3 separate regions of the Sus scrofa genome follow, and regions 1 and 2 are each linked to region 3. Evidence: chromatin contacts called from public HiChIP or PLAC-seq data. All regions are on one chromosome and are shown on one strand. The core of a region is the stretch at or near the end of the contact, and the rest is flanking DNA. Distances in the headings are between cores, read along the strand shown.

Region 1 (4,797 bases), core at 886-3,385, 170 kb before region 3:
ACACACACACACACACATCCAGTCATAAAACAAAGCCTAATGAGGTGCTGCTTCCAGTTCAATATTCAGCTGTGCGTTTTTTCTTACTTCATCAAATGAATAGCTTTTTGTCACCTTTCCATTCTTGAAGACAGTATGGAGAAGATCCTGCACAAATATTAAAATTTAATGATTAAACCAGACTATCAAGTGAAATTCTTAAGTAATGCTCTGATGAATTACACTGATAGGTCAAATACACAGAGATGTTCATAGTGTTCAAATTATGAAACGATTTCATACACAAATAACGCTGGTGGAGCAGGCAGAGGAGCAAGGCATGATCTAAAATGGGATGTAGAGATATTTAACTTCTCATGAAAAGGAATTATCTAAATACTACTTTTTTTTTTTTTTTGGTCTTTTTAGGGCTGCACCAGCAGAACATGGAAGTTCCCAGGCTAGGAGCCAGAGCCAGAGCCACAGCCACGGCAGATCCAAGCCGCATCTGTGACCTATGCTGCAGCTTGCTGCAAACACCAGATCCTTAACCCACTAAGTCAGGTTAGGCATTGAACCCTTATCCTCAAGGATACTAGTTAGGTTCTTAACCCACTGAGCCACAATGGGAACTCCTAAGTATTACATTCTTAAAAAAATTTCCTTAAAGAAAAAACCAACAAAGCTAGTTGACTCATGTCTTTTTTTTTTCCCCAGGTAGAAGATGCTTACTGCTTGGTTGTCCTCAAGAACCATAGCTGTTGCTGAGAATCATGACTAACAGATCAGCAAGGAAAGCCTCCCAGACCTTCCCTTGTTCCTGTCCAACAGATTCAACTGCAATTAAACCTGCCAATGTGCAATTTAATAAACCTGCTAATCACAACAAGGTCTGGTCTTCAGCAGGCAAAGCCAATCCTAAAAATAAGTAACCAATCCCAAAATAGAAACATATGTAGATACTGATTTCTTGACTAGTGCACAGTCACTGATTTAAAGACTGTGTATATGTAACACTGATACATGTAACATTTGATCTGTACAGGGTTACAAAGATAAATTAAGAGAATTAAGACTAAATTCCCTTTTGGGTCTGGTAAAGCCATTTCTGTTTCACTAAGGAATTATCTGCCTCTAGTTTCTCTGGAAAAATCCATGGAAGTAATCTGTTATGTGTTTTCCATCTCATCTGAAGGTGAGGAGCACATAGCATTATCTAAAATTTTTGTCATTATGTTGTTTCTTTTCCTATATTCTGTTTTTTTTAAAAATGAAGTATAGTTGATTTATATTATCAGTTTCAGGTGGAGAACAGAGTGATTGAATATTTTATAGATTATAGTCAACTTAAAGTTATTAAAAGATACTGGCTATATTCCATGTGCCATACAATATATCTTTATAGCTTATTGTATACATAGTAGCTTGTACTTCTTAATCCCCTACTTCTATATTGTTCCTCCTCCCTTCCCTCTTTCTCCCCACTGGTAACCACTAATTTGTTCTCTGCTTATGGTTTGTTATATTCATATTTTTTACTTTTTATATTCCACATACAGATAATATGTATGTCTTTCTTTGTCTGACTTATTTCACATAGCATAATACCCTCTCCCATGTCTATCCATGATGTTGCAAATGGTAAAATTTTGTTCTTTTTATGGCGGAGTAGTATTCCATTGTGTATATATACCACACCTTCTTTATCCAATCATCTGCTGATGGACACTTAGCTTGCTTCTATATCTTGCTATTGTAAATCATGCCAATATAACATTGGGTGCATACAGGTTTCATATTAGTGTTTTCCTTTTTTTTGGATAAATACACAGGACCGGATCATGTGGTAGTTCTATTTTTAGTGGTCTTTCTGATGACAGCTATTCAGACAGGTGTGAGGTGATATCTCATGCTGTAGATGCTGGCCTATGCCAGAGCCACAGCAACGCAGGATCCGAGCCGCGTCTGCAACTTACACTACAGCTCACGGCAACACAGGATCCTTAACCCACTGAGCAAGGCCAGGGATTGAACCCACAGCCTCATGGTTCCCAGTTGGATTCATTAACCACTGCACCACGCCATTAGCTGTTTACCTGACCATATGTGTGGGTTTATTTCTGTTCCAATGACCTACGTGTCTGTTTTTGTGCCAGTACCATACTCCTGATGATTGTAGCTATTTAGTACAGTCTGAAGTCAGGGAATGTGTTACCTCCTGCCCTGTTGGTCTTAAGATTGTTTTGGCTGTTTGTGGCCTTTTGTGTTTCCATACAAATTTTAAAATTATTTGTTCTAGGACATTCTCGTTGCGGCTCAGTGGGTTAAGAACCCAACATGGTGTCCACGAGGATGTGGGTTTGATTCCTGCCCCCCACTAGTGGGTTAAGGATCTGGCCTTGCCACAAGCTGTGGCAGAGGTTGCAGATGCGACCTGTATCTGGTATGGCTGTAGCACTGTCCTGCAGCTGCAGCTCCAATACAGCCTATAGCCTGGGAACTTCCACATGTCACAGGTGTGGTCATAAAAAAAAAAAATTATTTGTTCTGGTTCTGTGAAAAATACCATTGGTATTTTGATACCAATGGGATTGCAATAAATTTGTACATTGCCTTGGGAAATAGTCACTTAACATTAATTCTTCCAATCCAGGAACACAGTATATCTTTCCATCTGTTTGTGTCATCTTCAATTTCTTTCATTAGTGTCTTAAGAGTCTTCTGAGTATAGATCTTTTATCTCCTTAACTAGATTTATCCCTAAGTATTTTGCTCTTTTTAATATGATTGTAAATGGGATTGTTTGCTTCATTTCTCTTTGATAGTTTATTATTTAGTGTATAGAAATGCAGCTGATTTCTGTATAATAATTTTATATGCTGCAACTTGACCAAGTTCACTGATGAGCTCTAGTTTTTTGGTGGTGACATTAGGATTTTCTACGGGATAATACCATGCCATTTGCAAGCACTTTCAATTTTCTTCCTTTCCAACTTGAATTCCTTTTATCTCTTTGTCACGTCTGACTGCTGTGACTAAGACTGCCAATACTATGTTGAATAAAAGTGGTCAGGATGTGTTGTTTCCTTGTCTTGTTTCTGATCTTAGAGGAAATGTTTTCAGCACTGAGTATGATGTTAGCTATAGGCTTACCATCTAAGGCTATTTTTTATATTGAAGTATGTCACCTCTCTACCCACTCTGTTGAGAGCTTTTATCATGAATGGATGTCGTATTTTGTCAAGTTTTTTTTTTCCTGCATCTATTGAGATAATCATGATTTTTATTCTTTATCTTGTTAATTGGTAGATCACAATGATATGTGGATACTGAACCATCCTTGCATCCTCGGGATACATGCCACTTGGCCCTGCTGTATAATCCCTTTAATGCATTGTTGGGTTTGCTTTGCTATTATTTTGTTGAGGATTTTTTTTTTTTGCATCTGTGATTATTGGTGATGTTGGCCTGTAACGTTCTCTTTTCTGAGATGTTTTTTTTTTTTTTTTTTGTTATCAGGATGATTCTATTCTTGTAGAATTCGATGGGGTATGTTCCTTCCTTTGCAATTTCTGGAACAGTCTGTGAAGAAACAGGTGTAAGCACTTGCATGTTTGCAGAATTCACCTGTGAAGCCATTTGGATGGTCCTGGCCTTTTTTGTTTGTTTGAAGTATTTTAATTACTGATTCAGTTTAATCACTGGTAATTGGTCTGTTCATATTTTTCTTCCTCATTTGACCTTGGGAGATTGTACACTTCTAGGAATTTGTCCATTTCTTCTGGATTATGTATTATATTGACATAGGGTTGTTCACAGTAATCACTAATGTCCTATGCAGTTCTGTGGAGCTGGTTGTAACTTCCCCTTTTCCATTTCTGATTATATTGATTTGGGCCCCCCCCCTTTTTTTAAATCAATTTTGCTTATCTTTTCATAGAGCCAGCTCTTAGTTTCATTCATCTTTTCTCCTTTTTTTGGGTCTCATTTTGATCTGATTTCTTCTATTAACTGGGTTTTGTCTGGTTTTCTTTTTCTAGTTACTTTAGGTTTAACATTGGGTTGCTTGAGAATTTTCTTTTGTTTCCTGAGGTAGTCTTGTGCTATAAAGTTCTCTCTTAGAACTGCTTTTTTGTGTACCACAGACAGGATTGTTCTGTTTCAATTTTCATTTGCCTCAAGGTTATTTCTTAATCTCATCTTTAACTTCTTTGGTGATCCACTGGTTGTTCTGTAGCATATTATTTAGCCTCCACGTATTTGTGAGCTTTGCAGTTGATTTCTAATCTCATAGGGTTGTGGTTAAGAAGTTTATGATGATGATTTTGATTTTCTTAAATTTACTGAGCCTTTGTGAACCTAGCATGCGAACTATCCTGGAGAATTTTCCATAGGTACTCTTGAAAAGAAGGTATATTCTGCTGCTTTTGGATGGAATGTTTTATATAGCTGCTTTATAGCTATTAAGTCCATTTGGTCTAATGTGTTATTTAATGTGTTTCATTTTTTTTTGTTTGGATGATCTGTCCAGAGTGTTTCTGTACTCTTCTAAGAGTTTTATAGTATTTTGTCTTAGTTACATTTAGGCTCCTTACGGTTTCTTTTTGTTTTGTGTATCCCTGAGCTGCTTGTTGTGGATATAAGGGGTTTTACTTCTAATCTTTAAACTTCCTAACAACTTAGTATGTGCTTGATTTACTACCTTTACTGATTAGATTTTTCCTATCATAATTACATTATGGTATCTTTCTCCCCTGTTTAGATTACTCCTATTAACATTTCTTGTAAAGCTGGTTTGGCTATGCTTAACTCTTAGCT
Region 2 (4,784 bases), core at 1,510-4,009, 240 kb before region 3:
TCTGTGACCTATATTGCAGCTTGTGGCAACGTGGGATTCTTAACCCACTGAGTGAGGCCAGGGATGGAGTGTGCATCCTCATAGAGACAATGTCAGGTCCTTAACCTACTGAGCCAGAATGGGAACTCCCTTTTTTTCATTCTTAATTATTGTATAAGACATATCAAGTGGGCTGGATATATCAACATTTATTCAGCAGTACCCTGTTAATGGACTTCCTCTTTGTTACCATGCTACAGTGAACATTCTTGAACATATATCATTATGTATTGGTGATTTTATTTCTAGGGCATCTGGTCCCAGGAATGGAACACATATACTGAATGATGAGTGATAAATTTTGCTAAATGGTGTCAGAAAGCTTTTTCTGTGACAATTTACACTTTTATCATCAAGATTTAAAGAAATCATTTCTCCTACATCCTCTTTAGCCATAAGTAAGTGGTTTTTTGATTTTTGCCAATCTCATGGTTCTAAAGCAATAATCTGCATTTCCCAGACCACTAGAGAACTCACCTTTTCATGGGTTGGCTATTTGGATCTTCTCCTCAAATTCTTGCTTATTTCTCTGTTGTGCTGTTTGTATCCATGCCAGTATGTGACAACATTTGCCTATTGCAGATATTAACCCTATGCCTAGATTGAACAATTTTTTCCCCTCAATCTAGGATTTGTCCATTGATTTGGTTTAGGTTATCTCTTGCCTTACAAAATGTTGTTACAGTCATGAAAATGTTCCGGCCTTTATTCCACTCCTTTCTCATTTCTCTCCCTTTCTTCCTCATCTTCTTCTGGCTGCGTGTGTGTGAGTGTGTGCGTGTGCTTGTGCCTGTTTTCCTTCCCCCATTTCTGCCCTTCTTTGTCTTTCTTGGTGCCTCTTGCTCTCTGTCTACCCCTTTTCTTACCTGGCTCCTCATTCCTTGCTTTTCCAGCTACATGAGGATACCAGTTTCCTTTTTCTTTTTTTTCTTTTTGCTTTTTAGGGCTGCACCTGCGGTATATGGAGGTTCCCAGGTTAGGGGTCCAATCAGAGCTGTAGCTGCTGGCCTACACCACAGCCGCAGCAACGTAGTATCGAGCCGCATCTGCAACCTGCACCACAGCTCACGGCAATGCTGGATCCTTAACCCGCTGAGCGAGGTCAGGGATCAAACCCACAACCTCAAGGTTACTAGTCGGATTCATTTCCATTGCGCTGCAACGGGAACTCCGAGAATGCTAATTTTCAGTGCAGAGGGCACTGTATTTTCTTGCTTGTATTTCCTTACAAAGCCAAGGCACACCCATGAGGTGATGGGGAAGCAAAATAAGTGGCTAAAACAATGCATTTTTAAAATTAGCTGAATTTGATATCCCTTGAGGTTTGTTTGTTTTCTGTATGGATTTTCCAGTTCACCCTCAGATTCTGCTTCCATAGGTCTGGAGTGGTTGTAAGGTACAAATGGATATCTATTTTACTATCTCTCCAGGGGACCCCAGTAACCATCAGGGCTGGAAATCTGCCTTAGCACTGGATCAGGGAGGCTAAACAAATGCTCTCCAGTCTGGGCAGCTTGCTTGGGAGATTGGAAAAGTTAGGCTGTTGAAGTTTCAGATGATTATCTTCAGCAACCAGCCAACTCAGCATAAGACAGCATGAGGGGCTCACAAGAAGTAGAGAAAGGGGTAAAGTAATTCTACAGGCCTGATACTCCTCAGAGAGGAGAGGTGATGTGTAACTCAAGTGCAGCTGCAGTGCAGCTAATGGGCACAGGGGGGCAGTGTAGCCCCATGTGGCTCAGAAGCTGGCTCGAATTGAGGCCTGACCCTGCTGGGAGCAAGGCTCCAGGAGAGCTCTGGCAGGGGTGAAGGGCTGTTCCACCCTCCTCCTCCCCTGCCCGCCTTAGTCCCTGTCCTGCAGAACCTGGCTCTCAGATGATTAAAGTTCATACAACATTTATTGAGCATGAATTGTCTCATGTCAAACACTATCCTGGATTGTTTTATTTAATCTTCATAGCAATCCACGACAGGCATGCTATTTCCTTTCTCCCGATGTGGAAGCTGCAGCTTAGGGAAGTTAATTAATTTCCTAGTAGGTAGCAGAGCCAGGATTTAAACACAAGCCTGTCTGACTCCAAGCCACATGTTCTTTTCATTCAGCAACTGCTGCTTTATCCAGGTACCATTTAATTAATTCTGAATGTATTTATAAATGCTACTTTACCAATTTATTCTGCATGCCGATTATTTCTTTTTTGTTTTTCTTTCTTAAACAAAGGGATCAGTAAGAATAATCGAGTTAGCTAAGAAACTTATACCCACAGTCTGCATTTTAACAGGAGGCTGAAGAAACAAAGGATGAGTGGCCATCGGTGGAAAATCACCTTGGGATTGCCTCCGCCACACAGCTAGGCCTGGATGTCACACTCATCTAAGGCAGGATTTTACTTGGCTGACATGGTGTTACTTAAAAATCTAAATCTCAATTCATCACAGTTGCTACCATTCGCTTTTCTTTCCATCGTCATGTTTTACTCACCCATGCTACCTGCCTGGTATCTGCTGATGGCAGCACCAGGCTGATGGGTCCTGGCAATACCACTGCCTTGGGGCCTTGAACCTCACCTTCCACCTTTTCCTTCCCTTGCTGACTTCCCTCCAGGTGTTGTCACTGTCAAGACACTGGATGTTGTCTGTAGCCAGAGGCTCTTGCACCTGCATCCCTAGGTCCATTCTGCTGCTTCTAGTACCCATTCCAGCCCCCGGGCTTGCCAGAGCCAAATTTAGCTGCAGCTGCTTGGTCAGATGCTTGGGTATTTTCAGCTGTAGAGGCATAAGGTGGCTGGCACTTACTGAGGGCGGTTGGCCAGGGTTCACACCCAATGTTTTGGATTGAAATTAGCATCCATGTTGTTCGAGGTGCTTGGTCCCTCCCACATTTTTTTTTTATTAAATTGAAAGTGGGGAGAAAGGAGAAGGCAAGAAGTGGCAGAGAGTAAGACAGCACAAGGTTAAGACCCTGGGGACTTTCTGGACTTGCCATCATTTCTCCCTTCTCCTTAATGTCACCCTCAGGGCGAGTGAGTGCTGCAAGATCATGAGCTGGAGACCACTGAGGGTGACCCTCATGCCAGGGCCACCCCTGGCTGGCAGCTGAGAGGAGAGTATATTCGGTCTCACACAGCAAGGGCTCCCTCCTGGCCTGCTTGCCCCTGAATCAGTGTCCATGGAGCTGCCAGCCTTGCTCTGAGCTCTGGTGCTCATGTGTCCGGTGTCCTTTCTTGACCTGGGTCTTCATGGACGGGGCTGTGTTCCCTAAAGCTTTGGCCCATAGCTCCATGAAAGTTCCCAGCCAGTGAGTGTGTGGGGTTGGTAGGCCCCCTGGCTAAGAGGGCAAGTGTAATGTGCATGATGGCAGCTTCTCAGTGGTGGTTACAAATAGAAGAGGAACATGGGACCAGAGATGGAGCAGTGGCACCGTAGGGGTGTAGAGGGGAGGAGATGCACAGAGAGGGAGGATGCAGCTCCAGGAACTGGGGCCTGGGTGGAGGAGGGGCCTGCCTGAGCAGGGGAACCATCCCTGGCTGTTCTCAACTACTGTCCTTGGCCATGAGATATTGTCAAACCTCCTATGAATCCAAGTGAAATGGAGAGGGTCTTCCCTCTTTTCCTAACTCCTTCATGTCCAAGGGAGGAGAAATTCTCCTGTTTGTTGTGTCCAGTGTGCCTGAACTCAGGGTGCTTAGTAGATGTCCACTGGCTGGCACCTCCAGCCCACAGCTCTCACATTGGAAGGGGCTTATGGTCTTCTCTTTGGATATGCTTTGTTCCAGAAGGCAAGTTGCTGCTCTGAGGTTGTTAGTTTTAGGTCTGGGTTCCTGACCTCTCCTCTGGTGTCCTCGGCATCTTTCTCTTTGTCATGCCAGTACTGACTAGATCCAGCAGCCAGGACTCAGCCCCAGGTACATTTTAAACACTTTGCATGTATTAACTCATTTAGATCTTGCACCAGACCAACCTATGAGGCGGGCACTACTGTTGTCCCTGTTTTACAGATAAGGCCACAGAGACTCAGAGAATTTAAGTGACTTTCCCAAGGTCACGCCGGATTTGGAGCTGGGTGTTCTGGCTCTAGAACTCATAACCATGGAGTGTACTGCCTCTCAAGGTGCTTCATTGGGTCTGCCTGTTTCTTGTCCAGCTGCTATTACCAAACTGTGAACAACTTGAGAGGGATCGATTATGTTTTATTCCTCTTTGGTCGCAAGATCTATCCCTGAGCCCAATATATTGGAAGCTGAAGCAAATGTTTGTTGAATGAAATGAATGAATGAATGAATGAAAAAACAAAAGCATTAGTTAACCCATTGTTCCTTGCCCTACATTTCTGGGACCTAATGTCTCTGAGGGGTTGTGAGTACTTGTGGTGGTCTTACCGGCCTCTGGGAGGTAACAGGCTGGGAGATCCCAGCAACCCTCACCTGTGTAGGAACCCTCCAGGCTCCTCCCCTGTTTCCTCTACAGCCCCACCTCCTCACCCCACCTGCCTGTGTGGTTGTGCATACCTGGAGCACTACACATTCTCTGGACATTGCCTGCAGGCTGCGAGTATGCCAAGCATCCAGCCGACTGCCCTGGCGGTGATGGCAGCTTCACTCTTGTGAGCAGCCAGAAGCCCAGAGGGCAGTGAAGGCTTCCGTCTTGTGTGTCTCACCACTGCTTTGGAGGATGATCTGCATGTGTTCTCTGTGTTCTTGATGCTCAGAGCTGCACAGAAAGTCTCTAAGCACCTAGTTTACTGA
Region 3 (4,503 bases), core at 850-3,349:
ACCCGATGTTGTCTCTTTGAGGATGCAGGTTCGATCCCTGGCCTTGTTCAGTAGGTTAAGGATCTGGTGTTGCTGTGGCTGTGGTGTAAGCTGCAGCTGCAGCTACAGCTCATATCTGACCTCAGGCCCTGGAGATTCCTTTATGCCACAGGTGCGCGTGTAAAAAGAAAAAAAAAAAAAGAATTGGGTTGGCATTTTTTGAGACATGTGGCCTCTGTGGTCAAGGTCCTGATGCTCTGCTCTAAGGATGCTGGGCAGGGAAGGATCTGCAAGGTGCTGAAACTCACAGAATTCCTAGCCTAATTCCTTTCCAACTCTTTCTAGTCACACAATCATCTTCAGTTGCTCACTGTCTGGACCACATTTCTGACAAGTTTGCAAATAAAGCACCAAGAATTTTCTGATAACTCCCAGGGAGCTTTGAGATCTGTACTTTGGCTGGCACGAGATCTGAGATTTCTTCTTTGTGTTGACTGTGTGGCTTTTCAATGTTGCTGCTCTGAAAAACTTGATAAATGGAGATGCACTTATTTGTCAGGACCCCCTTAAATGCCATCATATCTCTCTGGATTCCATCATCCCCACCTGAGTCCACCATGGCCTCTCACCCAGACACTGCACTAGACTCAAAATTCAGCTCCCTTCATTTAACACATTCTCCACACAGCAACCAGAGCCTCCACCCTTTAAAATGCAAGTCTGTTCCTTCCCAAAGCAACAGAAATAAAAGCAAAAATAAACCAGTGGGACCTAATCAACCTGACAAGCTTTTGCACAGCAAAGGAAACCATAAAAAAAAAAAAAAAAAAACCAAAAAGACAACTTATAGAATGGGAGAAAAAATCTTCAAATGATACAACTGACAAGGCTTAATCTCTAAAATATACAAACAACTTATACAACTCAACAGCAAAAAAGCCAACAACTTAATTGAAAAATGGGCAAAAGACCTGAATAGATATTTCTCCAAAGAATATATACAGATGGCCAACAAGCACATGAAAAAATGCTCAACATCACTGATGATTAGGGAAATGCAAATCAAAACTACCATGAAGTACCACCTGACACTGGTCAGAATGGCCATCGTTAATAAGTCCACAAATAACAAATGCTGGAGAGGGTATGGAGAAAAGGAAACCCTTCTACACTGTTGGTGGGAATGTAAATTGGTAGAACCACTGTGGAATACAGGATAGAGGTAACTTAGAAAACTAAATATAGGACACCATATGACCCAGCAATCCCACTCTTGGGCATATATGTGGACAAAACTTTCCTTGAAAAAGACCCAGGCTCCCGCATGTCCATTGCAGCTCTATTCACAATAGCCAAGACATGGAAACAACCTAAATGTCCATAGGCAGATGAGTGGATTAAGAAGATGTGGTATATATACACAATGGAGTACTATTCAGCCATAAAGGAGAACAAAATAATGCCATTTGCAGCAACATGGATGGAACTAGAGACTCTCATACTAAGTGAAGTCAGAAAGAGAAAGACAAATACCATATGATATCACTGATATCTGGATTCTAATATATAGCAGAAATGAACCTTTCCACAGAAAAGAAAATCATGGACATGGAGAACTTGTGGTTGCCAAGGGGGAGGGGGAGGGAGTGGGATGGATTGGGAATTTGGGGTTAGTAGATGCAAACTATTGCTTTTGGAGTGGATAAGCAATGAGATCCTGCTGTACAGCACTGGGAACCATATCTTAGTCCCTTATGATGGAGCATGATAATGTGAGAAAAAAGAATATATACATGTATGTGTAACTGGGTCATCTTGCTGTACAGTAGAAAATTGACAGGACACTGTAAACCAGCTATAATGAAAAACCAAAAATCATCATAAAATTAAAAAAAGAAATAAAATGTAAGTCTGATTTTGCCCGGCGTATGCTTAAAGCTTTGCAACTGTGGTCCTCTGGTCTGTGAGAAAGATAAAATGGATAAGAGCTCCTACCTGTGCTGGCCCTCTCCACTCATACATTCTGACTCCATGAAGCAAATCTCCAGGGCCTCAGGGTTTCTGATACGGGGAAGGCAGCCCAGGCTGGGCAGAAGGTGGAGGAGTAAGCACCAGACTGGTGATGGCTGTGCTGCTATCAGCCTCACTCCCCTGTCTGCAGGTTGCCAGGAGGGCCCTTCAGGCACAGTCCTGGCCTTGACACAAAGTGGTTACACTGGATCTACAGAATCATTTATTACTTCCTGCCATGTCAAATGGCCTGGCAATGCTGATTAACTGCCAGGCCGTCAGGGTTCTGTATCAAGGAGGGCAGCGTCTGAGCCCCTATCCAGGACAGGCTCTCTGGTCTGGGGTGGACAAGGTTCTTCTGGCTTGCTGCAGCCTCCTCCTTACTGTTCATTTCCACTTTTAGCTTATTTCTCAGGAGAGAGCCAATTCATCTCCCCAGCTTAAAATAGCAATGGCTGGCCAGGGCTCTTATGAGGCTGGACCTGCCAAAGGCCAGCTGGTAGGGAGGGACCCTGCAGGAGATGGAAACCACAGCCACAGCGCTGTATAGATGCTGACCTGGACGCTTGGGCTCCAGCTCAGAATTTCACCAGGACCCCTCTGAGCCCTGTACTTTGTGTGCCAGCTCCTCCCCTCGCCTTTAAAAAAAAAAAACAACCTCCAGCACTTTCTACTACCAGCCACTATGCTAAGCATGTGATGCAAAAATAACTAATCTGTACCCCTAGTCTCAAGTCGAAACCATGATGGTTCTCACCTTACAGATGAGGAAAGAGCCACTGAAAGGTTAGAGCACTGACTCAAAGTCACGGATCAAGTGAACGTCAGGGTCTGACTCCAGAGTCAGGCTTATAATCTAGCCGCCACATGGTCTTCAGAGGCCTTTAGCATCTATACTCACTGACCACATAAGCTAACAGTAATAAATTTACAGCTCTCCAAACTGTCCCAGCAGGCCCTGGCCTAGAGTAAGTGCTCAGGAAATGTACTTCCCTTCATGTAGAGGCTCTGCAGGGAGATAATGAGAAGGAAGGGCTCCTGGCCAGGCCACTGGCTGTGCCCCTAGATATGGGGTCCTAGCAACCCCCATAATCTCTATTTGCTTCAATTTCCTCCCCTAGGACCTAGGAATAATGGTGATGCTTATGTCCTAGGGTCACTGTGAGTATTAAGGGAGTTAATATTTGTCAAGTACTTAAGACAGAGCCCAGAACTTAGTAGACATTGCCTCTGCCAAAATACAGGTGCGCATCTGTATGCACTCGGGTGGGTGCAGACCTTGTGTCCTTGAAGACCTGGATTTCAAGTCCTGGTTCTTTTTTTTTTTTTTTTTGCCAAAATATTTTATTTTTTTGGTTTTGTTTGTTTTTTACTGTTTGGGTCACCTTGGAGAAACACCACCCTGTCTAAGCCTTGGTTTCCTTACTTGTGAAACAGAACTAAAACACCTACCCCTAGAGCTACTTGAGAACGAAATGAGGTGCACAGGAGAGCACAGGATTAGGTAAGTATCAGGTCTTAATAAACGTTATTCTTTTATTTTCCCAGGCAGGTCTCTGTAGTGTCTCAAATACCTAAGCTGATTTCTGCCCTCAAATCTGTCTACTGTCTCGCCCTCTGTTCTGTCGCCCTGGGAATACTTTTGGCTCTAAGCTTCTATAACACTCTGGGCCTTGGAAATCCTTGGAGATGTCTAATTACAGCAGATTTGAATTTCTAATGGGCCAAAGGCGACCACAGGTCAGCTTGCAATTTCTCAGGCCTTTCTATGCTGAAGAGAGAAGAGGACTGTGTGTGTGTGTGTGTGTGTGTGTGTGTGTTGCCCAGACAGATATGGGCTCTTTTCTGCTCTACCTATTCTGTTTTGTTTTGTTTTTCTTTTTGGCCACCCTGCGGCATACAGAGTGCCTGGGCCAGGGCTGAGATCCCAGCCGTTAGGTGTGACCAAAGCCTCAGGTGTGGCAACACCAGATCCTTAGTCCACTGTGCTGGGCCAGGGCTGGAACTGCGTCCCAGTGCTCTCAAGACACTCCCAACCCCGTTGCACCACAGGGGGATCAGTTCTGTCCACTCTGGACATTTTAATTTGGATCGTAGTTGTTGGTGGGGTGGATCCATGAGGGTCCACCTAGTCCCAGTCCTTCCCTTGGCCTTGTCTATAGGAAAGATTTTACTTTGGGCACATTCGAAACATCTAAACAGATTAAGTAAAAAACGGAGCTCCCGTTGTGGCTCAGCGATTAACGAACCTGACTAGTATCCATGAGGATGCAGGTTCGATCCCTGGCCTCGCTCAGTGGGTTAAGGATCCAGTGTTGCTGTGAGCTATGGTGTAGGTCACAGACATGGCTTGCTCAGAACTGGTGTTGCTGCAGCTGTGCTATAGGCCAGCAGCTGTAGCTCTGATTGGATCCCTAGCCTGGGAACCTCCATAGGCCTCAGAGTGGCCCTAAAAAGCAAAAAAAGAAAAGAACTGCCATTTCTTTGCTACCTGCCCTAATGTGCCATCATACG

What was found. HiChIP or PLAC-seq counts read pairs in DNA pulled down with a chosen protein or histone mark.
Region 1: an H3K27ac HiChIP or PLAC-seq map of skeletal muscle shows a contact between it and region 3. The contact joins two enhancer-like sites. A contact is called at or near these places in 1 of 47 Hi-C or Micro-C datasets (skeletal muscle) and 1 of 2 datasets of contacts at active chromatin or transcription factors (skeletal muscle).
Region 2: a contact with region 3 is called in an H3K27ac HiChIP or PLAC-seq map of skeletal muscle, with 7 times the contacts expected there. The contact joins two enhancer-like sites. A contact is called at or near these places in 4 of 47 Hi-C or Micro-C datasets (embryonic fibroblasts, liver and skeletal muscle) and 1 of 2 datasets of contacts at active chromatin or transcription factors (skeletal muscle).

The regions. Positions count from the first base shown.
Region 1 is chr9:106,122,721-106,127,517 of Sscrofa11.1, forward strand. NAMPT (nicotinamide phosphoribosyltransferase) reads right to left here. Exons shown (of 11, transcript NM_001031793.2): 11 at 1-147. The coding sequence ends at 37. LOC110255500 (a long non-coding RNA gene) reads left to right here. Exons shown (of 2, transcript XR_002335906.1): 2 at 1-4,797. Among named protein-coding and RNA genes, the nearest start is that of NAMPT, 37 kb to the right of the region's middle. Within about 2 kb of position 2,136, at least 2 of the 83 cell types and tissues checked have an H3K27ac peak or open chromatin away from gene starts, as enhancers often do. A contact at or near this core is called in skeletal muscle, where this site is marked.
Region 2 is chr9:106,048,717-106,053,500 of Sscrofa11.1, forward strand. The region is part of intron 1 of LOC110255500 (a long non-coding RNA gene); the gene reads left to right. Among named protein-coding and RNA genes, the nearest start is that of SYPL1, 66 kb to the left of the region's middle. Within about 2 kb of position 2,760, at least 15 of the 83 cell types and tissues checked have an H3K27ac peak or open chromatin away from gene starts, as enhancers often do. A contact at or near this core is called in skeletal muscle, where this site is marked.
Region 3 is chr9:106,292,267-106,296,769 of Sscrofa11.1, forward strand. No RefSeq gene overlaps it. Among named protein-coding and RNA genes, the nearest start is that of NAMPT, 130 kb to the left of the region's middle. Within about 2 kb of position 2,100, at least 10 of the 83 cell types and tissues checked have an H3K27ac peak or open chromatin away from gene starts, as enhancers often do. A contact at or near this core is called in skeletal muscle, where this site is marked.